2 separate regions of the Anas platyrhynchos genome follow, and region 2 is linked to region 1. The links are chromatin contacts, called in public Hi-C maps. All regions are on one chromosome and are shown on one strand. Each heading gives the region's core, a stretch centred on a gene start, on an enhancer-like site or on the middle of the called end of the contact. The rest is flanking DNA. Distances are from core to core; before and after follow the strand shown. Region 1 overlaps EPS15L1 (epidermal growth factor receptor pathway substrate 15 like 1). Region 2 has its middle 7.1 kb from the start of KLF2.

Region 1 (4,403 bases), core at 1,249-3,748:
ATTATAGAACCAATACAGTGGAAGGACTGCACAGAACATGTTTGTCAAATGTATAGTCACAGTTACAGTTCTTGAGCTGTACTGGCATGTATGTGTTGTGTTTTGGTGGTGTTTTTTTTCCTACTCTTACAGAATTCATTGATTATTGCCACCCAAGAGTTAGAACTAGTATCAGTCAGTGGAAGGTTAGTTTAAATCTGTAGGTTTGTACTTAGGTAACAGCAGATTTTCTGTGCAGAAGAGCAGCTGTAAGCACCATCTGTTTAAAAAGAAGTTTGGGATATACGGTGTCCCTGAATTACTGATAACGTAAATGTTTGATTTGAATATTCAGTCTCTGTTGCTTAAAGACTAAACACTAACAACTGAACAGAGGGTGACTGGGTGCTGGAACAGGCTTCAAAGGGAAGTGGTCATGGCAGCAAGACTGTCAACGTTAAGTATTTGGACAATGCCCTCAGAAATGTGGTTTGATATATTTTTTTAATTATTATTTTTATTTTTTGGGTGGTCCTGTGTGCAGCCAGGAGTTGGGTTTGATGATCATTGTGGGTCCCTTCCAACTCAGAATATTCAATGATTCTAATTCTGAGTGTAATTTTTTATTTTGCCTTAGGAACTAATATCATTTGTGTGATACACTTTCACTTGAATGTGTTTTGCTTGTAGATACCTAGTTTACTCACTTTTGTTCAATGCTGTCAATAGCCGAATGGATTAATGCTGCATATTTCATCTATTCATTCAGTTTCATCCTCTCACGTGTCCACAGTAGAGTGATCTGAAACTGGAAATAATTTGTCCTAAAGCAATAGATTTTTCTTTGCACAGAAAGACTAATTCACAGTACAGCTGAACAATAATTATGTGTATCTGTTCTTATTTAGTCTGACCCTTTTGAAAGCAGTGATCCTTTTACATCTTCCAGTGTCTCTTCAAAAGGTCCAGGTAAGAAGAACATTTTTTCTTGTGAAGATGAATAAGTAGGTATTTCTTTATGAATGAAAAATCAAATGTTAAAGTTGAGAATAAACAAAGTATATTGTGAACTGGTGGTAAATACCATTGTGCTCTTACTATGTTTGATGAAGATAAAGCCCTCATGTTAACTACATACTTGGCTTTTGTTTTTTACTTTCAAACAACTGATAGAAAACTATTGCTCTGTGCAATTTTTTCTTAATATCACTTAGCAGGGTAAAATGCAAGTGTTTAATCACCTACCCAGTTTCATACCTTACTGGCAATAAGTTATTCAGAATTCTTGTGTATTATTTTAAATATTTTTTCTGCATCCATTTCAGATCCGTTTGGTACATTGGATCCATTTGGAAGTGGCACTTTCAGTAGTGGGGAAGGATTTGCAGACTTCAGTCAGATGTCAAAGGTAAAGGTTACAAGGAAAGCAAATGTCCTTTAAAATAAAAAATGTATTTTTTGTTTGAAGGGTGCGATAAGATTGTGTTTTTTGAGCTGACATGTTTCTTCTGCTTTTATTCTGATGAGTCTAAGTACTTAGAAGAACATTATTCATCTGTCTCGGGTATGGTTAAGTCTTACCAAGACCAGTAGATTCAAGGGGGGAGGGAATCAGTTTTACACACACATTTTCAAATACCAGTGGAGCAAAAGAACGAACCTATAAGCAGAGGTAGTTGTTCCAGATAAAGGAAGTTTGGGCCAAGCAATATATTGCAAAGTTCTGAGGTTCGCTTGGATGCTGCATCTTTCATTATATTCTAACTTGTTCTTAAACTTCTCCCTGAGTTTAGGAAACAAGGGGAGGGTGGAAAATATTGTGTGCTTATGTTTCACAGTTTTGCACAGAATTGCTATTTCTTGGTTTATTGTTATAAACAGGGTATAAAAGGTATTCTAAGTAGAACTGTCTTACCTTCTTGTCTGTATAGTCATTCTGCTGATATTTTTTTGAGGCAGACTTGTAGTTACAGTTGCCTAACTTTTTACATTTTGTACCACAATAACACTTGAACATTGTAGAGTAAATGTTTGCTAGAAAATGTATTACCTTTTTGGCTAATTAAACATTTTGTATTTTTTTCCTAACTTTTCTTACTGTTTTGTGGGATTTTTAGCTCCCCACTAGGTGGCAGCAGTCTTTACCTTTTCTGGTGTTTGGCTTGAATTGGAAGCTTTAGTGAAGCTCTGACTGAGCCTTAGGTTTCCCTACAAAGCTCCTCTTTTTCATTTCGGTATGATAAGTTTTCCTGCACAGCATAGTTTTTTGTGCCTTTTTAAATCACTAGTAGAGTCCTTTGCAAAAGCCAGATGAATATAAAATGATAAAGTTTTAGAATTTTCCCTGAACTTTTACAAAACAACAAATAGGCATGTGTAACTTAAGAAAAACTTGGGAAAAGGGTGTCCGTTCTGCAAGCTACCATGTTTTTCCAGTTACTACTTTGTTTCATGGCTCTGCTTATCACAGAGTGAAGGCCACACTGCAGTATGACTGTTCATTGCCAACTAATAAAAATAGAGTTTTACTTCCTTTTATTTTTCTTATCAGCTTTTTGCTAGGAGTAAAAGTTCTAGAAGTACTTAAGTGATTAAGCGTGTAAATATCATTTAGTGTTAATGAAATCCTAGTACCTATGACAGTAGATGTTTGTATCTTATGCTAGTGACATAAAAAATGAGGTCAGACCTACATAATTAAAGTTAATGTTTTTCCATGAGTTAACTTGTAGCCTCTGATACACCAGATTTTCTGCAATGTGCTTACGCTCTTTTTTTCTTTTATGTTTTTTTTTCTGTTGTAGTCAGTAGCTTCAGACCCGTTCACCTCCTCTTTTGGAGGGATGGGATTCTCAGATGACCCTTTCAAAAGCAAATCAGACACACCAGCATTACCACCGAAGAAAAATGTACCTCCACGGCCCAAGCCACCCAGTGGTAAGGAGGTTTTCTTTCTTAATAACCAGCTCCCCCAATTTACTGTATATTCTTGGAAGTAAGGACAAGTTGGCAGTCTTCTATCTCATATTTCAACCATGGAGGAAGGTACGAGATTATCAGTAAATTGTCAGGAATTGTCAAAAGAAAAAAAAAAAAGACTGGAACTCTGGAACCGATTGGAGATTCAACTTCAAGTTGTTTTCACTCCTAGAGCTGATTTGTCAAAACATTCAGATACCAGTGAAACTGTTTGAAGAACTGAAGCCACTTTAGAACTGTTAGTTTCAAGTCTACTTTTAACAGCAGTGATATAGTTCAGTTAATATTAGCAGTGAAAATTTAGTTGGCTTCCAAAAAAAAAAAAAAAGGGAAGAAGAGAAAAAAAAATAAAAAGAAGTTCAGGTTTCTTCATTTGAATAGGCACATAAGTTTACACCAAACATGGGGGTCAACGTCTAGAATTTGGAAGGTTTTGTCTACCTTTCTACTGGTCTAACAGTCATACATTGTCTGCCTTTATGCAGTTGTGTTTTGGAGAAAAACATGCACTCTGCTCTCATCCTGTTTGTGACAGGTATTGTTGTTCTGACTGATTTTGCAAACCAGCTGTGCTAGAACTAGCTCCTTGGATAACAAGAAACGGTTCTGTCACAGGGGTGTCCCATAGATTGATCCCAGGTTTGGAAAATACTGTTTAATAGAACAGAGTTACAAGCAGACCATTGCAGCAGCATTAATTTGTTCCTATTACTATGACTTTATTCCTCAAAAGATTATGATGCACACTAAAACCTTGAAGTCGAATGATGAGGTTCTGTGTAGGTGAGTATTGATGAAAATTTGCCAGAAAATGCTCTAGGATTATGGAAAAGTTCTTGAAGCAGTCTGTTCCATGCTTGCTTTGTGTAAGTATTTCCCACTTAGAGGTACTGGAGGGTATTTAGTAGTTTGAAAAAGATATAATATGTGATGTCAACAAATGTCAACAGATAAGACACATGTCAGTAGAAGCAGAAGTATAAAAGCTGAAGGTAATCTTACTTGCCATCACAAATGATGCTTTTTTTTCTTTCTTTCTTTGGTTTTCAATGGAGGTAAGTGACCATCTTTTTCTTTTCAGGAAATGTCTGCATAAAACAATTCAGTGTTTAAAGGGCCTCCATAGAGTTGAAAGAGTCAAGTACTAAATACACCTATATTATCTCTTTCATGTGGTTTCTTTCTATTTTTCGTTCGAAACATGATTATTCCTAGCAAATAGAGTGTTATACTAGCAGCAAAAATGGGCAATATATTCCATAGAATTGACTCACCTACATACTTTTCATTGTAGTATTTGTCTCTTTTCAACCCTTTTGTGCATATTGAAGAATTTTGGACATTTAGCTTTAATAATTTGTTTTGAATTTAGTTGTGTGCACTCAGCCTTTAATCCGTCTTTTCAAAAATTTGTTTAAATGTGTACTTCTTCCTTTCATTGGGAG
Region 2 (4,403 bases), core at 1,247-3,746, 39 kb after region 1:
TAGCTCATTTCACAAAGATTAACAAATGTCAGCTGTTGATACTTTAAAGCACTGCATGCAGACTTCCATAGATGCAAAGTAAAATTAAGCTTAAAGTCCTTTTCAATAAATAAGTCTACTTATAAAAAAGAAAAGCTGTCTCAGAAATACTCAAGGAAATGCTGTTCCTGTCATTAAAGCAAGCTCATGGTACAATAAATCATGCAAAAAGTCAGATGTCTCATGAATTTAATTGAGGTTAAGTATGTATTGTTACACCAGTTTGCTATGTGAGGGATGGTAGTATTCAGCTGTAAATTATTCTTTGTCATTTTTGATTCGGGGACTCTTCAGACCCAAACATTTTATGCCAGTTTTTAAATTATCAGCTCTGATTAGGTATGTAGTTGTGTTTCTGCCAGCATTTACTGACATGTGTGTCGAACGCACATATGTTGTATTGCAGATGTCCCTTTCAGCTGTCAATTAAAAACACATTTGACAGATCTTTCATTTTTTTACAGAACTGTGAAATGATACCACAGTTTCAAAAACCATACTGACGTTTAATTTTATCAGTGAAACTGCCTAGATTATTGGGCACTGATTATGAATAACTATTTTCAATTGCTGCCAAATAGTTTTCATTACAGAATCGGTAGTAAAGAGATGTACAAGTAACGGTGTGGCAGAGGCCAGAAAGTACTTATTTGGTTTCATTCAGAAAAATAACTGTTGCTATTAACAAACATATAATAGGTGAGGTCGAGAGCCCAGTAAGATGAAACTCGAAAGGCAGAGCTCGTCTCTGCCCTAGCAGGTTGCAGATAATATTTGGGAACCAGCATGGGGCAGGGAAGTGAAATGGGATTCTGTGCAAGTAAGAAAGTGGAAGCACAGCCTGAACAAACTGTTTGCCTATCAACAGCTTCCTTGGACATGCCTGCCTCCCCTGGGCAAGGTGTACAACTCTGCCTTCTTCCCCCTTGCAAATATACAAGTTGGCACAGTGCCACTAACTCGGGCCATGGGTAGTAGTGCTTGAGATTTGAAGTAAAAGCTTCCATTAACCCTAAAAGATCATAATAGATTGAAATAATAATAATAATCCTGGAATAGGCTGGGTATTGCATTGTGAGTTTTCATACTTGTCATGTCTTTCCTGGTCTGTGTTTTAGGAAAGAACCTACATAATTTACTGGAGATGACAGGAGAAAAAGTAAAATGATGTATTATCTCTTATGTCCATTCGGAACAATTAGTAGTGTTGTAAGACATGCAAAGTTAACTGGTTTTAGAAGTGAGAACTGTGTTTGGGGTTTAATTAATGCAGGAAAAAAATCTGTTTGAGGGAACTTCAAAGAGCTAATCAGATGCACTTTTCTTTCTTTTTAATTTGTAAGATCTGTTCCAGTCTGAGTCAGCATGGCAGATGCAGATGGCTTTCTTAGCAGATTTTTTGTCACTTTGAAGTTCACGGTTTTTAACTGGGGGAGGGAGAGAAGACTGGACAAAGCTCAAAACCAGCCACAAGCAGAGAATTACTTAGAAGTGAGGAAGGGTTTTTTTGATTGTTTGTTTTGATTTTTTTAAATCCCCCTCACTGATGTGCACAGTATCTTTATGGGTTATGGTTTTATCTGATAAGTAGAGGATAAGTCACCAAACACTCAAAGTAGGAGTTCATATAGGGTGTAGGGTGGTAAGCCTTGTTTAACATGATGAACATGTGGGGTTTAGTTCTCCTTTACAGAATGCCTTCTTTGTACTGCACCTGTATTATTTATTAGTCATATGTCCTGCAGTTGTGTAATGGGAAATACTGGAGCAAGCATTTCATTAACTGTGACACTGTTAATTGGTATTGCTTGCTGCCTGGAATTACTTTCCCTGTTTGAATACATGGAAGTATGAATCAGAGCTTAGTGAATTAGCCAGTGAGAGGAAGACAGGCATCTTTGCATGATAGGCTGTATGTATAGAGCAGCTGATCTCATTTGTCTTCCTGGACTGTGAAGTCCTCAGACTTAGATCACTGAAGTATTCAGAATGGTATATATATTTTCCATGATCACAATTTGTTATATCATTATGATTAAGCTTTGAAACTTCAGTGAGATATTTTGGGACAGACTTTTTCCAGAGGCTTATGACCGTTGTGAACACTTTTTTTTTTTTTTTCCTTGAGCTATTAATGCCTACCCTTTTAGGATATTTATACATTTAAATTCCTGGATACCTCTGGGCTCAGGAGCAGTGTTTTGCATCTTGTAGAAAACGCTTTCCATTCAGAAACAACAGTTCAACTCATTTTTTTCATGCACCCTGAAAATTTACTCTGAAGTGTTGAGCTGATATGCCTTCAAAGAATGTCACACCTATTACTGACACTAAGCTCTATGGGGAAATTAAGTGCCAAATTTCAGGGTTGATATTGATCGAAATTATTCATACTGGTGCTATAGCAGATATAGTATACACAGCAATTACAGTTCAAGAGCATAACGCTGTTGAAATCCCTTGAACGGTTACAGCTATTCTTGAGCAATAAAATTCTTTTCAAGGGACAGCCTAGTACAATGCAACTTTGTAGAATGAGTTGTGAAATTTTCTTTTCATTTGCCACATAAAGTGCCAAATAAATGTTTGCAATAAAAATACAAGCCTGGGAAGAACGTGTTTTGCCAATTACAGCATAATGTGGGCTACAAAGAAGCGTTCAGAATGGAGTTCAGTATGGATGTTAGGATCAGGTTACAGCAGGGAAAAAGAGGGCATTAATTTGCCAAACAACTGCTAGGATTTTATCCCGCATTTGCAAGGAAAATCGTTGCCTTTGGAAGAAAAAAAAAAGAGATGGGGCTCGTTCTGTGCAAGCTGAATGTGGAGAGGAGAAACAGGCAGTCTTTGCTTGGCAGGCAAGCAGAGCACCAGGACTGCAGAACACAGATTGATGGTTGCCGATCCGCTCTGTGTGGTTGCCACATTTAGCTTCTCCAGTTGGCCAGCACCAGCGGGGGGGCACAGAGTGGGATTAAAGCTTTCGGAGCAGAAGTGGTACAAGCCACACTGGGCCCGGTGGTGACAATTTAAGGGGCCCTTTCTCCTGTTGCTCAAGAGCTCGCATGATTCACCCTGTTCCCTTTTTCTGAGTTTCAGATCACAGAAAACCGAGTTATTTTTCAGCATAACTTTTACTTCAGCCTAAAGTTAGATACCGAAACACTGTGCCTGTAACTACAGCTTCGCTCAGCCTGACAATGCTCTCCCACTTTTTAGTGGCAGTGTTTGCCGAAAACATGCAGAATGTGGACCATCGTGTTCTTTACTTCTTCTTGGGCCGTTTTCTGCCTTCTTTTGCTTAAAAACCACCTGCTCCGCGGAGATGGCAAAGTGTCTCATTCACATGAAATCAGCGCGCAGCAGCTAGCCAAGAGGCAGTGGCGTGTGTGAGTGAGAGGGGATCCTTTGCAGCCTTTATATACCAGAGTTATTTTTAACCACAGCCTCCATGCTTATTACAGTGTTTCCTCTCTCAGACGCTCAGGAAGCCCACTTGGCTCTGTTTCCTGCTAACATGCGGCCCTGGCTCGCAAAATCTCTGAGAACAACAGGCCTGAGACTGCTCGGCTCCATTAAAAAAACTGGCAACTTTTCAAGCCCTGACAGAAAACCTTTGAAAGCTCTGGATTTCCTCCAGCTAACGTATGAGGCTCCTACATCGGTGACAAATTAGACTGAAACAGCACAAAATGCTCCTATGTAAATAGCCTTTTTTTTTTTTTTTTTTTTCTGCGTTCACCCTTTTAATAGTTCAAACTTTATTTATAGTTATTTCTCGGGATGGAAAAAATATTTATATATATATATATATATATATATATATATTTTTCCCCAAAGATGGGTTCTAGTGAAATGTTTTCCTTGTTTGTTTGTTTGTTTTTTTCTTTTTCCTTCGAGATTTTTTGTGACGGTTTTCTTAGGCTCCAGGAGCAACCTTTCCTTCCTGGAAACCAGGACAAAATGGCTGTTGTGAGCTCTTCAGTAAAAGGCCCGTGTCCAGCGCTGAGTGCAGGTCTCCAACCGCTGCCATTCCACAACTATTAAATAATAGTTATAGCAGGCTCAACTGACTTCTGATTTCCTGAGAGACAGCAGAAGAGGTCAGTTGCACTTTATCGGTGCCTTTGCCCACGCGTTTCAGGCATAACGTTAGTCTGCCATGGTTTATTTTTTCTTGGGACTTTTTGCTGCAATTCCAAAGGGACTGCTGCTTCCAAAAATGCCTCCACGTATCAGAATAGATGTGACCTTCAACACCGAGAATGCTATTTTCTCCTGAGTTTACATTTTACAATACACTAGGAAATCTTACCATCAAGCAACGTCTCATGTCTGTCAGTAAGAATGACCTGGAATCGTGG

Evidence for each region. Hi-C and Micro-C count contacts between places; a contact is called where the count stands out from the background.
Region 2: a contact with region 1 is called in a Hi-C map of skeletal muscle, with 2.5 times the contacts expected there. The contact joins two enhancer-like sites. A contact is called at or near these places in 4 of 8 Hi-C or Micro-C datasets (F1 follicle, skeletal muscle and small yellow follicle).

Annotation. Positions count from the first base shown.
Region 1 is chr29:2,367,808-2,372,210 of IASCAAS_PekinDuck_T2T, forward strand. EPS15L1 (epidermal growth factor receptor pathway substrate 15 like 1) reads left to right here. Exons shown (of 24, transcript XM_027472004.3): 20 at 888-948; 21 at 1,305-1,387; 22 at 2,784-2,916. Among named protein-coding and RNA genes, the nearest start is that of EPS15L1, 20 kb to the left of the region's middle. Within about 2 kb of position 2,499, at least 3 of the 8 cell types and tissues checked have an H3K27ac peak or open chromatin away from gene starts, as enhancers often do.
Region 2 is chr29:2,406,710-2,411,112 of IASCAAS_PekinDuck_T2T, forward strand. No RefSeq gene overlaps it. Among named protein-coding and RNA genes, the nearest start is that of KLF2, 7.1 kb to the left of the region's middle. Within about 2 kb of position 2,497, at least 2 of the 8 cell types and tissues checked have an H3K27ac peak or open chromatin away from gene starts, as enhancers often do.